Regions from separate parts of the Mus musculus genome. Here region 2 is linked to region 1. Evidence: chromatin contacts called from public promoter capture Hi-C data. All regions are on one chromosome and are shown on one strand. The core of a region is the stretch at or near the end of the contact, and the rest is flanking DNA. Distances in the headings are between cores, read along the strand shown. Region 1 overlaps Lrrc75a (leucine rich repeat containing 75A). Region 2 holds the start of Zfp286os (a long non-coding RNA gene).

Evidence for each region. Promoter capture Hi-C pulls out the DNA fragments that hold promoters and counts their contacts.
Region 2: a contact with region 1 is called in a promoter capture Hi-C map of stem cell-derived epiblast-like cells, with 4 times the contacts expected there. The contact joins the promoter of Zfp286os here to the enhancer-like site in region 1. A contact is called at or near these places in 4 of 39 promoter capture datasets (embryonic stem cells, hippocampal neurons and stem cell-derived epiblast-like cells) and 2 of 9 other capture datasets (adipose tissue and pancreatic islet).

What each region holds. Positions count from the first base shown.
Region 1 is chr11:62,628,032-62,631,925 of GRCm38.p6, forward strand. The region is part of intron 1 of Lrrc75a (leucine rich repeat containing 75A); the gene reads right to left. Among named protein-coding and RNA genes, the nearest start is that of Lrrc75aos1, 4.7 kb to the right of the region's middle. Within about 2 kb of position 2,585, at least 75 of the 459 cell types and tissues checked have an H3K27ac peak or open chromatin away from gene starts, as enhancers often do. A contact at or near this core is called in embryonic stem cells, pancreatic islet and stem cell-derived epiblast-like cells, where this site is marked.
Region 2 is chr11:62,755,082-62,758,863 of GRCm38.p6, forward strand. It overlaps Zfp286os (a long non-coding RNA gene), which reads left to right and starts at 1,739. Exons shown (of 3, transcript XR_879919.3): 1 at 1,739-2,024. It also overlaps a transcript of Zfp286 not described here.

The DNA.
Region 1 (3,894 bases), core at 1,335-3,834:
TGTTTCCTGGGGGACCAATACCATACTTGGTATGGTCATGACTCTCAGTTGTCAAATAGGACCTGCATTTCTAGAAGCTTTCCCTAGCTCTCCAGCTACTCTACTGTCTCACAGCTTCTCATCATCATGTGTCGCCTCTCCTATCTCCTAACAGCCCTGCTGTTCTCCAACTTGTCTTCTTTGGCTTGATCCAATTCTAAGATTCAAAAGGCCCTGCCCTCCATAAGGCCCCCAGAAATAACAAGCACTGGGTGGAGGGAGAGAAATGGGAGCATTCTTGCATCAATGATAGGAAGGAATTCGAACTGATGTGGTCGCTGCAGAAAAGGAGTGGCAATTTCTTTAAAAAAAGTTAAATGCAGGATTATCATAGGATTCATAAATAAGCCAAAGGAACTGAAAGCAGGGCTTCAGAGAGACACTGAACACACATGTTTCCAATAGAGACAAGAGAACTTGTGGCTCTTGCCGAGGGCCAGGTTCCATTCCTAGCACCTACACAGTGCTCAAAGGCATTTCCAAATCCAGCTCTAGGGGATCCAATCCCCTTTTCTGAACTCTCAGGGCACACATGTAGGCAAAACACTCAGACTCATAAAATTTCAAACACCTTAATTAAAAAAAAAAAAAAGGCTGGAAGCAACCCAAGTGCGGCTGGACAGATGAATGGATCAAGGAAACAGTACTCCAGCCTTAATAAAGAAGGAACTTCTGACAAGTGCCAAACAGGAAGAATCGTAAGGACATTAATTTGAATGCAATACGCTAGCCAAAGAAGGGCGAATCCTGTATGATCCATTTATTTGAAGTCCCTACAGCAGTTAAACACACAGAGCCACCAGAACAATGGTTGCCCAGGAACAGGGCAGGGGACGATGGGACTACTGCGTAACAGATGTTGGCTTTCCTAACCTCTGTAATTATACTAGGTTGCTAACATTTATTTTCCCTTAACAGACAAGGCCTTAATATGTTGTGCCTGCTGCTCCTAAACTCCTGGGCTTAAATGGCCCTCCTGCCTCAGCTTCTTAAGCAGCTGGGAGGGAGTTGTGTGCCACTATGCTTGCGTGGCCATTACTTTTTTTTTTTTTTTTTTTTTTTTTTTTGGCTACTGTGTGTCCAGTGATGACTATAATTCTCCCAAATCACTGTTAGAGAACACTTGGGAGCTTTCTACCTATTTACATTTTTTTTTTCAAATCAAGCTTCTGCCTTCTGAGAACTGATGTTGGCTCTCTATGTCCCCATGTTTATAGTTTCTAGATAATATTAGTAGTGCATGGTCTCAGCGCCTTCCACACCTGATCTCACATTCTGTGGTCATCACCACATTCACTGTTGCCGGGAAGGTCAGAGAGCCAGCCAGCTAGCCTTTCAGTTTCTCTGCGATTCTCTCCCTTGCTCATTAATCTTCCTTATCATCACACTCGGCCCCGCCCCCTCGTGGCCTCTTCCGGTGGCCTTTTGCTCCTTTCCCACTGAGCTCATTTCTTTGTGATCCCGCAGTTCAATTTCAGAGATGAGGCTCAGGTTCCATGGTAGTTATCCCATTTCCTCTCCCCTCCCCCACATGCTCACTCCTGAGGGTGACACCTGAGCCCCTCAGAATGGCCTTCTCCTGGGGTAAAAGCTGAATTCAGCTCTGGCTGGCTGAGACCAACACTGGAGAAGCCTGGTTGCTGTGACTCTGCAATGGGAAAGGGACAACCCAGATCTCCACATCAATAAGGGCAAGAGAGGCTGTGCCCACGGCCATTATAACACACCTGCAGGTTCAAAACCATTATAACAGTCCTGCAGGACACTGTCAGCCCTATGCTGACTTTGTGTGGACAGCCTTCACATCTCCTGGTCACTCTCTTCCTGCCTGTAGTCTTAAGCCACTCTCTCTGAAGGGATGCAGACACAAGCATGGGAGAGGGAGTGGAGAGCAATTCCAAATTGTGGTTCCAAGACCAATCCCTAACCTGTGGTTGAAGTAGTCAGGCTGAGGGAGAAAGTGGCTTCGGACCCTTCTTCAGGAAGCCTGGATCCTTTCCTTGTAGGGCCAGCTCCATGATGCCCACAGGGGGTTTCTCTCAAACTGCCCACCTGTCTTTGTTTGCAGTGTTCTCATTGCTGGTCTCCCCTACCTCCCCCCTCCCCCTTTGTTTTTGGAGAGGGGGCTGTCTACAGAGAGTGCTGCAGGGAAAGCCACAGAGGGGACTGCTAGGCACTTTCTATTTTAAACCCCACCCCCCTTTTCTTTCAAAGACCTTCCCTGCAGGGAGTGAGCTGGCGTCTGCCTCTCTCCTCCAAGCGTGGCTCTACAGTTTCTTCATCAGCACAGTGGGGAGAGGAGGGAGGCTGCCCCTCTGAATTCTAACTGGGAAGGTAGACAACAACCCTGACGGTCGACAGACAGACGGCCGACAGACAGGACAGACAGACTGTACAGACAGCCACAGCCTGAGTGCAGGGATGCCTAATGAGCTTGCAAGCATGCACAGCCCCCTAGAAGGAAATTAATTAATGCCCAGAGGGCAAGCAGGAAGCAGCGAGGCAGCCTCTCCTCCAGGCTCAGGGGGCAATCCTGGCATATCTCTCAAAGGAGGGAACCTGCCAGGGGAACACCGGCTGCAGCTGGTGCCTGAACTCCTATCTCCCTCCCAGCGACTCTCCTTCCAGGGGAATCCCGGGGGAGGGGAGGGAAATGTCAGGTGCTGTTAGGAAACAGCTCCAGGAAGCCTCCAGAGAGAGAAGCCAGGATGTGTCGGAGCTGAAGCACCTGAGCAGAGGCTCTTCCAAGGGGAAGAAAATAGTATGGGAAGAAGGCTAGCTTTAACATGTCCCAGGGAAGGGAGGGAGGCTTGGGATATATGCACACACATCCATGGATGCAGACAGCTGAATAGTGACCTCCTACTCCACCCCAAGACACCCTCATGCTCTTGTGCCCAGAAATCAAAAGGTGGCCATTCGTGGAAAAAGTTCTTTGTAAATGAAATTAATTTAAGAATTTTGGAAGATGTCACCTTTGTTTATCCAGGTTTCCCAAATCCAACCTGGGTGTTCACAGAACAGAGAGAGGTGATGCAACAGCAGGGGGGGGCAGAGCTGGGGTGGGGGGAGCTGGGAGGGATGGGGTGACAACCCCTTGAAGCAGAAAGGAGGGAAGGATAAAATCCCTTTGTTTGAGGCCACCCAGTTGGTAGTAATTTGTCCCAGCGCCTTAGGAATCTAGCACAGTGACTTGAGACAATGGTGACACTCCTCTCAAGGCTTCAATAGGCAAAGGGGGACAGGACTCCTGTGCTACTGCTGACACCAGCTGAGGTCACTGAGGGTAAGGAAGGCTGGCTCTGCTTAGTCAGCATTCTGCTTCCTTCTCCCCTGGTCCTGGGGCTTCTGTCGGTTGCCACCTCACACAGTAGTGTGGGCAAGTAGTAGTCCCACTATACCCCCAAGATGGTCCTCCGCTCCGTATGAGAAACTGCATTTAGAACCAAGGAGAGGGGCAGGAGAGATGGCTCAGCAGCTAAGAGCACTGGCTGCTCTTCCTGAGGATCCATGGGATTCTTAGCACCAATATGGCAGCGCAAACTCGGCTCTTAACTGCAGTCCCACGGGATCTGAAACCCTTTTCTGGCCTCCACCGGCACTGAGTATGCATATGGTGTACAAGCACACATGCAGGCAAAACACCAATACACATAAAAGAATTAAAAAAATTAAACGAGAGATGCATCGGTTGTTAGGAACCCTTGCTGCTCTTGCAGAGGAGTCAGGTTCAGATCTCAGCAGCAAGGTGGTGGACGGCTCACAACCATCTATAACTCCAGTATGAGGGTATCTGACACCTTCTGATCCTTGAGGGTACCAAGCAAGCAGGTGGTACACATACATACAGACGAA
Region 2 (3,782 bases), core at 489-2,988, 130 kb after region 1:
TAGAAACTAGTGCTAGATGCCTGTTTGTTAATTAGCTTGAGTTGAACCTTAGGTCAAGTTCTCTAAGATGGAGTCTGAACCCAGAATATTTGTTCTCTCACCAGAGGACCAGAAGAGATCGACACAGTTAGTTTGAGGCTAAACAGCAATTCAGGAGAAGCCCAGAGAAGCCAGTGTGAATCAGTCAGCTCGGAGAGGAGTTTGAGCCAGAACAGCCGAGTTAAACCACCCAACCGAGTTCAAAAGGAACAATGCCAGCTATTGCCACTGCTCTTGGTTGCTTCCAAGAACTTGACAGCGAGACCCTAGTGCTGAAAACACCATACATTTTGATTATTAGAACATGGAAAAATCAGGTCACCATAGATAGCAAAAAGGTCACCAGATGTCAACAATATCCACTCCAAGTCTTCTGGGGGTGAAAACCAGGTTTTTATTTCCTGCATTGAGGAGGTGCTCGGGTGTGTTTAGCATTCCTGGCTCCCTAGTGCTCAGTGGTTACACGGGCCTTTGTCCCCCCAACAGAGAGCACTTTCTTTTACACATAATAACTTTTATTGGGGTGGCCCCATTTTTTATAGGTCAAAAAATGTGGCTCTGGTCTCAGTTGAAGGAGTGTGGGTGAGGCAGAGAAGCTTCGAGATTCCAGAACAGTAGATGCCCCCCAGACAACGCAGCAGGCAGGAACCAGTAGACCCCGACTTACCAGGGGTCCAATTGCAAACATCCCAGCAGCCATCTCTGCTTCTGCTTTCTGAAAGGGTGGCTGTCCTGCCGAGAGGAATGTAGGGAAGAGTGGTAAACCGTGCAAACCAGTCCTGCCTTAGAAACTTCAGACTCACCACGCAGGAACCCTGAGACAGGGCTCCCATGAGGGAACACAGGGATGAGCCCCATGAAACACAGGGAAGACCCCTGCAACATCAGTGAGATCCAACTTGTCTCTCCCCCCCGCCCCCGGAGATCTAGGGTTCATAAGATTATTAAATGTAGTCACAGCTGGTTGGTCTGACATTGCACAAGCAACTTTAAAAACACATTCTCATTTAATCTTTACACTAATCTGATGGGCATTATTATTCCAATACACAAAATTTAAAAAGTTCTCTAAAGCTGTCTCAAAGAACAAAAGTGGCCAGTGCTAACCACCCTTGCAGCATCTTATCCCTTTAACCAAGACACAAGCCACACAGCTAGACACAGTGTTTAGCCTGTTTGTGACCTGAAGTTTCCAGAAAGAAAAAAGAAAAAAAAAAAAAAAAAAAGACACACCTGTGTTAAAGATTGTACAAACAAGGCGGATCGATTAATAATAAACTTTAGTGATTCTGGAGAACTGGAATGTTGTAGCTCTGCACCCTTTCTTCGTCTACCTGAGTTTGACTTAACATCTACTCTATGAGTATTAGGTAAATTCTTTTAGAAACTACAAGAGTTTCTTCCATCTACTGCACAATTATCAACAGACTTAAGGAGAAACCTCACTTGTGGTTCCCGTATCAGTGCATTTAAAAGTAAAGAAGGAAGGGTGCACGCTCTGGCAGCGCTTACAGCACCCTGGACCAGTCCAGCATGTCCCAACCAATGCACATTATTCTATTCCACGATCGTGCCAGGGAATGACAAATGGCTTAAAAAGGGATCATTTGAAATGGCTTAAAATCAGCCAGCCAGTGCAAGCTGCCCGGTGAAGGAATGCAGCTCAGCTCTCAGGCTAAGCCATCTCCGGTGAGGCTGGCCTTGGATTGTCCACCCTCCTCTCTGACGCGGTCCGCTGCTCCGGCCCGGGTAGGGCTGAGGTCTTGGTGACGCTGCAGCTCTGAAGCTCCGCTCCACCAGAGGGCGCAGGGGAGACCTACAGCATCCCGCCTCTGTGGCCCAGGCCGCTCTCCTCAGGGATGGGAGGGTCCGATAGGCTAGGTCCGGATCGGCCAGGCCGTGCACTCACGAAGGGAAAGCGCACCCCCGTCTGCACCCGGGCAGAAGTACCTGGCGGCCGCTGTGTGCCCGGCAGAGGGCGCTCGGTGAGCACGGAACCGCGCCGCAAGGCGGCCAACGTTAACCTTCATTCAGAGACTCTTCATTTAACCTTCCTCGCGATTAAGAACAGTTTACTGATTATCAACCTTCCGCGCAATCTAAGAAATACAATCACATTGGAATGTTTGTGTCTAGAGGCCACGGCCGTGTCACTCTCTAGCACTAGGAACCTTTGGCAAGATCTTTTCTAAGGTCACCTCTGTGTTGCTAAAGAAAGGCACCCAGAGAGCAGAGAGGCCACCTATAAAGTCTCAGAAGCCAGGAGAGTTGGTGAATGTCCACACTTTGCTTGGCTTTGAATTTCTTGATTGGAAAACTGGCGATATCTATCTACACTATCATTTTTGGTTCTTTAACTTTCCTGACAGGGATGAAAATATGCTAAAGGGGTCTGGTGCCAGCCAGTGGGGAAACTTAGGTCCGGGAAAGAGATTTCACACAGTTCTGACATCATACCGGTCCATCTTCTTTCTACAAGAGACTGGATCTTTGATGATGGACAGGTTCACACTTTGACCAGTCTGGAAGTGTATCCTGGGACTCAGGAACCCAGGAGCCACACTGCTCAGAGGGGAGAAGGTTATCCCGATGGAAGAGCATCCCGAGACACCCGGCCCAGGAACCACACAGCTCTGAGAGGAAGTCTCCTCAGCAGAGGCATTGCAGCTCCCAGGAGAGGGTCTCCCCAGCTGAGCCGAGTTGCTCACGAGGCTCACTCAGCCTTGCTCCCCTTTTCTCATTCTTCCCTTCTCTTCATTGCTTCTTGGCTGCTTCTGATAAGAGAGTCCCACCAGACAGCAAATCTCAGGAAAGAGATCTAGTGGAAGGATGAATCCAGGGAGACGAGGGACAAATCCAGGGGTGGCTGCCACTGCTCCCAGGAGTGGACAGCAAGAAGTTGAACCAAGAGCAGGGTTTACACAGCTAGGGGCGGAGCTTTTGGGGGGCGGGAGGAGAACCCCCACAGAGATTTCCGGATTGAGGATTGGTAGGATTTCAAGTCCTGAGCTTGGGGGAGCTCAGGGATTGGTGGGTTTCTCTGTTCAGGGATTGGTAGCTTTTTTCAGCCCTCTTTCCCTGCGTTGGGCCCAAGGGTTAGGATGGGAAGATCTTCCAGGCCACAGGCCACACAGGTTGAGGTGCCATCAATGTGCGGCTGAGCTGTTTTTTGGAAAGGCTGGAGAGGAGGTGCTGCTCCCTGGACAGCTCCTGTGATCGCTGCAGGCTGAGGCAGGAAAGGAGTTGCGACTGTTTTTACAAGTGGACTACAACCAGAACCATTCTCTATTTAAACTTAAACATGTCAGGACCCCGAAGATGATCTTGGGGTACGGGTGTCACTAGACTTTTATACCTTTTCCCAATGTGGTCACATTGTGTCTGTATGTTGCGGGAATGCCACTAGAGCTCTTTATTTGTTCTCATGTGACTGCATCGAATAGATCCCACTGGCCTCTTCCCTCCACAGGTTCAAATGGGGCAGGCTAGAGCCAGAGGCCTCTTAAGAATTTCATCTTTCAACTCACTGTAGCGGTGCCAGCGATCCGTCCCACAAGTATTCATTTTAATTCGTATTACTTAATCTCCACTCTGGCGTCTCACGTCGGTTCCGCCTTCGTGGGTACATTGTTAGGTGTTTAGGATCTCATTTCTTAGTCAGTCTCCTGTAAGGCATTCCTCACTGTACTGCTGGTCACTTCTCATGCTCTCCCCTGTACTCTTAGTCTTTTCCTTTCTCTCAT